Linked DNA regions of Capra hircus: region 2 is linked to region 1. The links are chromatin contacts, called in public Hi-C maps. All regions are on one chromosome and are shown on one strand. Each heading gives the region's core, a stretch centred on a gene start, on an enhancer-like site or on the middle of the called end of the contact. The rest is flanking DNA. Distances are from core to core; before and after follow the strand shown. Region 1 has its middle 85 kb from the start of SMAD5. Region 2 has its middle 9.5 kb from the start of IL9.

What was found. A called contact is a pair of places that touch in the nucleus more often than the background predicts.
Region 2: a Hi-C map of blood shows a contact between it and region 1, with 3 times the contacts expected there. The contact joins two enhancer-like sites. A contact is called at or near these places in 3 of 5 Hi-C or Micro-C datasets (all in blood).

What each region holds. Positions count from the first base shown.
Region 1 is chr7:62,878,901-62,883,788 of ARS1.2, reverse strand. No RefSeq gene overlaps it. Among named protein-coding and RNA genes, the nearest start is that of SMAD5, 85 kb to the left of the region's middle. Within about 2 kb of position 1,743, at least 1 of the 5 cell types and tissues checked has an H3K27ac peak or open chromatin away from gene starts, as enhancers often do.
Region 2 is chr7:63,201,319-63,206,588 of ARS1.2, reverse strand. No RefSeq gene overlaps it. Among named protein-coding and RNA genes, the nearest start is that of IL9, 9.5 kb to the right of the region's middle. Within about 2 kb of position 2,493, at least 1 of the 5 cell types and tissues checked has an H3K27ac peak or open chromatin away from gene starts, as enhancers often do.

The DNA.
Region 1 (4,888 bases), core at 494-2,993:
CAGTCCCGCTTCCTTGGTGCGGATCAGAGAGCTAGCAAGAGCACTGGATCGTGTGTCCCGGGCGCATTCCTACTGCCCATCAGTCAGGTAGCTTGATACCCATGCTGATACCCATGTTGTCGGCAAGGGGACTTCTGTGACAGTGTCCTTCACACTCGACCATCAGAGTCACCCAGGAGCATCTTAAAATACAGATTCCCAGGCTCCACTCCCTGTCCGCCTGTCTGCACTATCAGCGAGTGCCCTGGGGAATTCTGAGGCAGGCATCCTAGAACCACACTGAGAAATGCCCTGCAGGGTGTGTCCCTCCCCCCCCAGGCTGCCTCCAAGGACAGGGCTCCTGCACGTGTTGTCCAGCGGGAAGGGTGCCCCTCTCATTCACCTGTGTTTATGGGCACTCACTCTGTACCCAGTCCCATGCACTGGGCTCAGGGGCTCCCTGCGGTTAAACTTCCACTCAAGAGGGCCCTTGCATTACATAAGCTCTTTCTATGCAAACAGGATAACAAATCCTGCCCTGCCCACCTGGCTGGATTGTTGTTTTAATTAAGCGAGAGAAGGGACGTGAAAGTGCTCTGAGAGCTATAAGACTGGGAATCAAAGGCAGAGTTATCTATGCCCACTAGGCAATGAGTCACTGACTGCCTTGTGACATTTCCTCTGCACAGTCCACCACACTTATTAAAAATCTCACAAATCTACTTAACTGCTCCCAGCTGAGGGCTTGGCTTTGTTGAGTGGCTGCATTCAGCTTGTTCAGCAAAGCCTGCCTCCTTCCACAAGATGGCCAAAGCTGTTTTCTTGGTTTCTATTGGTGGATAGAAACAGGATTTCTTCCCAGGAGGGGCAAAACTGATCCGGGTAGTTGGGAATCCTCACTGTGGCTTCATTAACACCTGCTGACTTCATTCTTGGGCAGTTGACTGAGGCCCCAGGAGTACGTCATTCTCTTGAGATGGATGGGTAAGATTCCTCTCCTCTGGTGGGGGGTCCGGGCTTCAGTCCTCTGTTGCTTGGGTGAGACGCCATCTGAAAGCTCAAAGTCATAAAGCAACACTTTATTGTTTCCCATGATTCTGTGGTTGACAGGCTTCAGCTGGGCAGTTCTGCTCCCCGGGGCTGACCCCCTCCCTTCTTGTGAAGCTGCTTGCAGCTGGGAGCTTGACCCTAATGGAGAGGCCCAGAGGCCTCTTGTTCTCTAGGCTTCTCTCCACATGGCGTTTCCACACAATTGTGCAGCTGAGCATCTCTGCGAGGGCAAACCCATGAGCGCGTGCTTATGGAGCCACTGCTGGTGTGGGACTGGCTGCCCTGAGTCACAGGACCAAGCCTGGCGTCCACACAGGAGGGGGCAAGCAAAGGCAGGAGTCCCTAGAGGCGTGTGTCCTGGGGCCCCTGATCGCTCATTCTCCACAACATCACTTTCTTTCTTGGGAAGTCGCCCCAATACGTGGTAGAGCAGGGCAGCAGCCAGGCCTGTGTTCACCTGACCTTTTTCCAGGGCATCAGTGCTGCTGGGCTTGGAGGCCTGGGGTGTGACTTGGGGGAGGTTACGGACTCCCGCTCCTGTGCTCTGGGTCAACGGCATCTTCTGTCCCTGGGCGACCACAGCCTGCAGGGAGGAGCCGCAGAGGCCTGGCAGGTAAGCGGTGTCTCTGAACGCCCCCCTCTGCAGTAGCGCAGCTCCGCACACGCGGCCTCTCACGTGTTGGCTCTAGCCTCCTCCTGGATGTGGCCTCCAGGGAGGCCTGTGGGAGCCCAGCGCCGGTTCCCAGGCGCCACAGATGGAGCCGCAGGCGCGGTTGCTCTCCGCATCTGCTTGGGTTCCTCAGGTCTCCATCGCCAGGGGCCCCATGTGGCAGTACGTGCGGGGCTCTGCCTCTGCCTCCTCCGGCCAGAGTGCTGGGCTTGGGCCCAGTACCACTCTCCCCTCCAAGTTCCTCTCATCATGTCTCTGACTGAGTGGGGCACCAGGATGGCCAGCCGAGGTCTTAGCATACCTTGGGTCGCTTCAGAGTTGGAGGCATCTGGCCAGAACCCTGTGGGTAGACGCGTCCCGGGGCTGTGTAGGGACCGAGCGCTCCCTTGGTTTCCTCACGTTTCTGTGCTTTTGTCTTAAACCAGCAGCTCTGTTTTCTGGAAGAGATCCCTTCTGTTTCACCTCAGGCTGACTCTTTCATGTCATGTGTATGCAGGGAGATGACAGACTGGAAGGGCTTTAAGAATCAGCAAAATGGCATTTCTACCCTTTGGGAGAAAAACTGAGGATGTGTCCAGAGTGACTAGAATACTGATCCGTACCAGCCTTCCCCTGGCAGCCTCAGCGCAGCGGGAGTCGTTCACCTCTGAGCTGGTGCCTGGGACCCGGAGGCTCGGAAGTGGAGGGGGTCGTCACAAGACACTGGCCCCCAGACCCAGGGCCTTTGCTGAGGCCCTGAACACATATTCTGTTCACGGTGCTGGTGCCAGACAGTGATGATGCTGTGAGCGCCTTCACGTGAAGACGCGCCTGAAGAAGCAGCGAGGTGTTTTTCTTTTTTTTTCAGAACATTCACCTTCAGCCGGGCTGCACAGGCCTTGGGGGCTTCTAATTTAGTTTGGCAGGCGGGGGAGCCACCAGAGGCTCTACTTTGCTGGAGTGTCTGTCTTGTGATTGATTGGAGCTGAGAATGAAACCCCGCGGCTCTGTTCTGTTCGCTCACTGAAATGATCAGGAGTTACTTCCTCTGACAAGGAGGCTGACCCAGCTGGGGTCTGGGGTGACCACTGCTCCCCCGGCACCGCCGGTCCGAAAGCTCTCGCTGGTGTGGATACTGGGCTTCCTGCTGCTCTCAAGGATCTAAGCTCACCAAAAGCAGGGCCAGCACCCCACATCCAATGCTCAGTTGTATTGATGTCTATGTCACTTGAGTGTCAACTTCAACAACCTGCACCTACAAATAAAGCTACACTTCCTATTTACAGCAGGAACCTCAACAGCTACAGATTGGTCATCCTCAAGCTGTTTGCTGGGTGTCTGTGGGTCTGCGTGGTAACTGCCTCCCCGATAAGGGCGACTACTGTAGCCACCATGCTTCTCCCCTGTCTCCCTTCCTGCTTCGCCCTCCCCACCTGGCCTCCCCGCTGAGCACTGCTGGCAAAGCTGGTGAGAGGCGCCTTGCTGGGGCCACTGGCCACCGCAGAAGTGCCCAGGGTGTCAATTCTGGATCCTTCCAGAGTGAAGCCTGGGCAGAGCAGAGCAAAGGGTCCTCTCTCAGTCCTGAGTCGCACCCATCTCCTGGCCACCAGAGCAGCCAGTAGATTCAGTGTCCTGGGGTTTCACTATTGAAGAGTTTAGCCGGCTTGATGCCTCACCCACGGTCCGGAGGCTCACAGAGTCTCAAGAAGAACAATCCTGCTAGTTTCTGGCCCTTGCTCCTCTAACTGGAACTGCAGAACAGCCCCGGGGGGAGGGTGGGGCAACTACATCCTAGAGTTCTTTCTGTGCTCATCAGGATTCTCAGGATGTAAATGACATCCAGATACCCAATGCAAACTGCCCTCAACAAAAATGGGACTTTATATGGCACCAAAGGGCTCAGGTGATAAAGTATCCACCTGCAATGCGAGAGACCCAGATTGGATCCTTGGGTTGGGAAGATCCCCTGGAGTAGGAAATGGCAACCCACTCCAGTATTTTTCCACAGAGAATCTCAAGGACAGAGGAGCCTGGAGGGTTACAGTCCATAAGGTCGCAGAGAGTTGGACACGATTGAGTGACTAACTACCCATGCACAAAGCTGAGAACGCTCCCGGAACAGGTCCCCAGGTGTAGGAAAAGCTACAGGAAGAGGGCCCAGGGCGAGAATGTGGCACAGCTCCCCTCTCCACCGTTCCTCTCTTCCCTCCCCTCTTCCTTTCTCTTCTCCCCCACCTCCCTCTGACATTGACTTCTTCCCTCTCCTTAATTTCTCATCTTTGACCTCACTGGCAGACAGCCTGTCTCTGTGTGAGGGGAGAAGCGTCTACTGGAGCCCCAGATTCACGTTCTCCTGTTCAGCAACCTGATTGGAAAAAAGGAGCTCTCCTTTCCAGTGTGCACACGGATATCAGGGTCGAGGCAGGCATGTGATTGCCCTGCTCAGGGCTGCACACGGATAGCCATCTCAGGGCAGACGTGTGATTGCCTTGCTCGGGGCTGTGTTGGCTTCAGGGGCACGGGGTCCTCTGGTTGGTTGGGTTGAGGTTAGGGTGAGATCTGCTTCCAGCCAGAGAGGGGGTCCTGGCCAGTATGAAGATGGCACAGCCATGCCCTCCCCTGCCCCGCGTCTGCCTGGCCCCTTCCTTGGCCTTACCCACAGCACACAGGGACAACCCCACAGGGGAGGTGGTTACGTGGAAGTGGCTCAGTTAGAAGCGCCGTCTACTGTGAGGCTGAGGCTGCATCTGCACTCAGACACCTGAATGGATCCTGGCATGCTCTCCTTTGGATATACGAGGGCTTCTTTGGCCTTCTGCTTCTCCAGTGCACTGCGGGGTGAGGCAGGCCATTGGCCTGGGGATGTGTAGGCTCAGTGCCAGGGGACCACGGCCTCGCCTCTTAGTGGGCACAGCTGATGGGCAGATGCTCTGAGGCGTCTCACTTTTTAATCATATTGTAGTGAGAGTGCCCTCCTCCCTGTCTTGCTTGCTTGGGGGAGCCCTGTCCTTGCCCCTCTTCCTCCTGCCTCCCTGGATGCCCAGGGGGGGCAGCTGGACAAAGACATGGTCTTCCAGCTGTGGTCCATCTCTATGGCCCACTTGTCCTCCGCAGGCAGGGCCAAGCTGCCTCAGCCTCTCAGCTCTCAGACCCTCCCCTCCGTCCCTCTCAGATCCCTTCTGGATGGGAAAGAGTCCTGACTCTTCAAAT
Region 2 (5,270 bases), core at 1,244-3,743, 320 kb before region 1:
ACAGACACATTGGATGATAACTTTCAAACTTTTGTACTGTCAGTACCTTGAAGAAAAGAGACAACTCACAAAATGGGAGAAAATATTTGCAAAAACCTGTGTCAGATAAGGTACTTTTATCCAGAAGATACAAAGAACTCTTACAACTCAACTATAAAAAGACAACTCAGCTTAAAAATAAACAAACAAAAGATTTGAATAGGTATTTCTCTACAGGTGGCCAGTGAGCACATGGAAAGGTGTATCACTAGTTATCAGGGAAATGCAAATCAAAGCTACCACGAGGTACCGCTTCTGTCCACCAGGATGGCTGCCGTCAGAAAGATAGTTACAAGTGGTGACAATTAAGTGGAGAAATTGGAACCCTCATACATTGCTGGGTGGAAATGGAAAATGGTGCAACCACCTTGGTAAACAGGTTGACATTTCCTCAAAAGTTAAACACAGCATTACCTTATGACTCAGCAGTTCCACTTGTAGGTATATACCTGAGAGAAATGAAGACGTATCCACACAAAAAACCTTTATGTGAATGTTTGCATGCATGCGTGCTCAACGGTTCAGTCACGTCCAACTCTTTGTGACTCCACGGACTGTTGCCCACCAGGCTGTTCTGTCCATGGGATTTCCCAGACAAGAATACCAGGGCAGGTTCCATTTCCTCCTCCAGGGGAATCTTCCCAGCCTAAGGATCAAACCCATGTCTCCTGTGGCCCCTGCTTTGGCAGGCAGAGTTTTAACCACTGAGCCACCTGGGCAGCCCTATGAATATTCACAGCAGCATTATTCATAACAGCCAAAGAACAGAATCAATGCAATGTCTATCAACTGATTGGATAAACAAAACAGAGTCTATCCATGCAATGGAATATTATTTGGCTATGAAAAGAAATGAAACGGGACTTCCCTGGTGGTCCAGTGGTTAAGACTCCAGGCTTCCATTGCAGGGAGCGCGGGTTCAATCCCTGGTCAAGGCACTAAGATCCCACATGCTGTGTAGCATGGCCAAATTAAAAAAATAATAATAAAGGGATAAAAAGAAATGAGCTACTGATGCATACTACAACATAATGAACCTTGAAAGCATCATTATAAGTCAAAGAAGCCAGTCCCAGAAAAACACATGTCATATTTCATTTATGGGGGAATTCAGAAGGGGCAAATTTATAGAGACAGAAAGATTATTAGTTGGTTAGGTTGGGGGAAGGGAGAAGAGGAAACGGCTGCTAATGTGTTTCTTTTGTGGGTGATGAAAATGTTCTGAAATTAGACTGTGCTGATGGCTGCCCAGCCCTGTCAATATACTCAAAACCACTGAGTTAGTACACTGTCAATAGGTGAATGGTCTTTGCAGTTCTGCCGAGCACTCCCTTCCCAGAGGATGAAAGGTGTTGGTCTGGGATGAATAAGGAGGGGAGCAAGGTAGGAAAGGAATTGCAGGGCTGAGACTGTACAGTATCTTCCTGCCTCACATCGGATGGATGGGCAGAGAGGGACAGACCGACAGGTGCATGTAGGCTGGTAACTCTCAGGCCAGCAGTGTCTGAGCTTGGCTTTGGCCCTCTGCAGCGTGCCCTGGTCTGGAATCTCCTGAAAATCAACCCCGCCAGGGACCGGGCAACATGAACAAAGCAGCTGGCCCACCCTCCTGTGGGTCAGATTTAAGAATGTAGCTGTAGAGTCAGTTACCTGAGTTGGAATCTTGGCTTCTCCACTTGTGAGCAGTGTGCCCAGGCAAGCTATATTACCATTCTGGGCCTCGGTTTCCTCTTTTGTGAGCTGATCATAATAACCTACCTACACCTACCGTGGAGAAGGGAAAGGCTGCCTACTCCAGTGTTCTGGCCTAGAGAATTCCATGGGCTATATAGTCCATGGGGTCACAAAGAGTCAGGCATGACTGAGCGACTTTCACTTTCACTTTTCACACCGACCTCATGGGCTTCATGAAGTTTCAACTAGAGAGTGAACAAAACATCCTTCACCAAGTGCCTGATAATATAGTAAACAGTAAATACTAGTCCTTCTTCTCCTGTCTGCAAGGTGACTTGTAGATCAATCTCAACTGCCCTGGCACAGGAAGGAGAGTTATAACAGGGCACCTCACTGCAGACAGCCCTGAGAACCCTGCTCTGAGCTGTCTGCAGGGGTGCAAGCTGTGGGTAATACCACTTTTGCAGAAAAGCCGAGGGAAACCACAAAGCTCTGCTGGTGACTAAGCTGTGACAGTGGGCTGCAGCTTATCTCTCTGCCATCTTCTCTGGCATCTGGTCGTGTCCTTAGGTTGTGTTTTGAAATCATCCCCAGCTGCCAGCATGTGTCCTTGCTGTGATCCCCATGTGAGGTGAGTGTTGCTGAGGAGGCACTTGCGAAGCTGCAGGCTGTAAACCTCATTGTGTAACACGACACAGCTCTGTGTTTGGGACCAGTCATTCAGAAAACCCAGATGGATGGAGAGGCGAGCAGAGGGGGAGGCCCTGCTGCCGTGACCTGGATGCCTCGTGGTGGGCCGTCCGGGGAGCTACCGAGGTCTCTGACCCTCCTGGAGGTGCCCCAGCAAAGCCCAGAGAGGAGCTGAGAGAGTGTCCCCCAGTTTCTGTAAGTGGGCTCAGAGCTGAAGAAACACCCACAAATCCCTTATCACATTTCTGAAATCCAAACAGTCCAAGATTCGTTGAGACTCATTTGGCTGCCAAGCCCGACTGCCTTGGTGATGGCTCTGTGTGCTTTGCAGAATATTAATGTGTTTAATTACAGCATCCTACCCCAGGCTCTCTTTGGATGTTGTGTAATATATGGCGTGTGAACAGCATATTCTCTTTCTAAAAGGCTAAACAGTTTGAATTCTGAAAACCCTCTGGCCCCCGGGTTTTGGGATAATAGAATGTGGACCCATATTATCACGAATCTGTTTTCTGTTGGGCTGTCATCAGAGGAAGCACAACATAGACACTTGATCTACACAGTGTAAGAGATGAGCAGAATGCAGAGAGCAAAGCGTTTGGAATCAGAGACAACTGGGGCTGGATCACTACGCTGAGTCTCAGAACCCAGGGACCTTGGGAAGGTCATTTAACCTTTTTGAGCCTTGATTTCCTTATCTGTAAAACAGAAATAATACCTGTCTCCTGCTGTTTACTAGGAGGTTAAATGCTCAGATGAAAAGAATCTGCCTGCAGTGTGGGAGACCCAGATTCGATCCCTGGGTTGGGAACATCCCCTGGAGAAGGGAATGGCAACCCACTCCGTTATTCTTGCCTAGAGAATCCTAATGGATAGAGAAACCTGGCGATCTATACAGTCCATGAGGTCCCACAGAGTCAGATGTGAAGGAGCGAGTAACACAAATGAGATAATGCATGCTTAGTACATACAGAAAGAAGGAAGAAAGTGTTAGTCGCTCCATCGTGTCCGACTCGGCTGTCACCCTCCAGGTGCCTCTGTCCATGGGGATTCTCTAAGGCAAGAATACTGGAGTGGATTGCCATTCCCTTCTCCAGAGGATCTTATCAACCCAGGGATCAAATCCAGGTCTCCCATATTCCTTGGGCTTCTCTTTCATCTGAGCCACGAGGAGTCCAGTCCATACAGTTCAGTTCAGTTCAGTTCAGTTGCTCAGTCATGTCAGACTCGTTGCAAGTCCATGGACTGCAGCATGCTAGACTTCCCTGTCCATCACTAAGTCCCGGAGCTTGCTCAAACACACGTCCCTCAAGTTAATGATATCATCCAACCATCTCATCATCTGTTGTTCCCTTCTCCTCCTGCCTTCAATCTCTCCCAGCATCAAGGTCTTTTCCAATAAATCAGTTCTTCACATCAGGTGGCCAAAGAACTGAAGCTTCAGCTTCAGCATCAGTCCTTCCAATGAATATTCAGGACTGATTTCTTTAGGATGGACTGGTTGGATCTCCTTGCAGTCCAAGTGACGCTCAAGAGTCTCCTCCAACACCGCAATTCAAAAGCATCAATTCTCAGCTTTCTTTATGGTCCAACTCTTACATCCATACACGACTACTGGAAAAACCATAGCTTTGACTCTATGGACCTTTTAGAGCAAAGTAATGTCTTTGCTTTTTAATATGCTGTCTAGGTTTGTCATAGATTTTCTTCAAAGAAGCAAGCATCTTTTAATTTCATGGCTTCAGTCATCATCCACAATGATTTTGGAGCATAAGAAAACAAAGTCCATCACTGTTTCCATTTCCCCCCCATCTATTTGCCATGAAGTCATGGGATCAAATGCCATGATCTCAGTTCTTTGAATACTGAGTTTTAAGCCAGCTTTTTCGCTCTCCTCTTTCACCCTTATCATGAGGCTCTTGAGTTTCTCTTTGCTTTCTGCCATAAGGGTGGTATCATCTGCATATCTAAAGTTATTGATATCTCTCCTAGCAATCTTGATTCCAGCTTGTGATTCATCCAGCCTGGCATTTCACTCTGCATATAAATTAAATAAGCAGGATGACAACATACAGCCTTGAAGTACTCCCTTTCCCAATTTTGAACCAGTCCATTGTTCCATGTCCAGTTCTAACTGTTGCTTCTTGACCTGTGTACAGATTTCTCAGGAGGGAGGTAAGCTGGTCTGGTATTCCCATCTCTAAGAATTTTCCACAGTTTGTTGTGATCCACACAGTCAAAGGCTTTGACATAGTCAATAAAACAAAAGTAGATGTTTTTCTGGAACTCTCTTGCTTTTTTCTGTGATCCAGCGGATGTTGGAAATTTGATCTCTGGTTCCTCTGCTTTTCTAAATCCAACTTGAACATCTGGAAGTTCTTGGTTCACATACTGTTAAAGCCTGGCTTGGAGAATTTTGAGCATTGCTTTGCTAGCGTATGAGATGAGTGCAATTGTGAGGTAGTTTGAACATTCTGTGACATTGCCTTTTTTTAGGATTGGAATGAAAACTGACCTTTTCCAGTCCTGTGGCCACTGCTGAGTTTTCCAAATTTGCTGGCATATTGAGTGCAGCACTTTCACAGCATCATCTTTCAGGATTTGAAACAGCTCAACTAGAATTCCATCGCCTCTACTAGGTTTGTTCATAGTGATGCTTCCTAAGGCCCACTTGACTTCACATTCCAGGATGTCTGGCTCTATGTGAGTGATTACACCATTGTGGTTATCTGGGTCATGAAGATCTTTTTTGTACAGTTCTTCTGTGTATTCTTGCCACCTCTTCTTAATATCTTCTGCTTCTGTTAGGTCCATACCATTTCTGTCCTTTATTGTGCCCATCTTTGCATGAAATGTTCCCTTGGTAT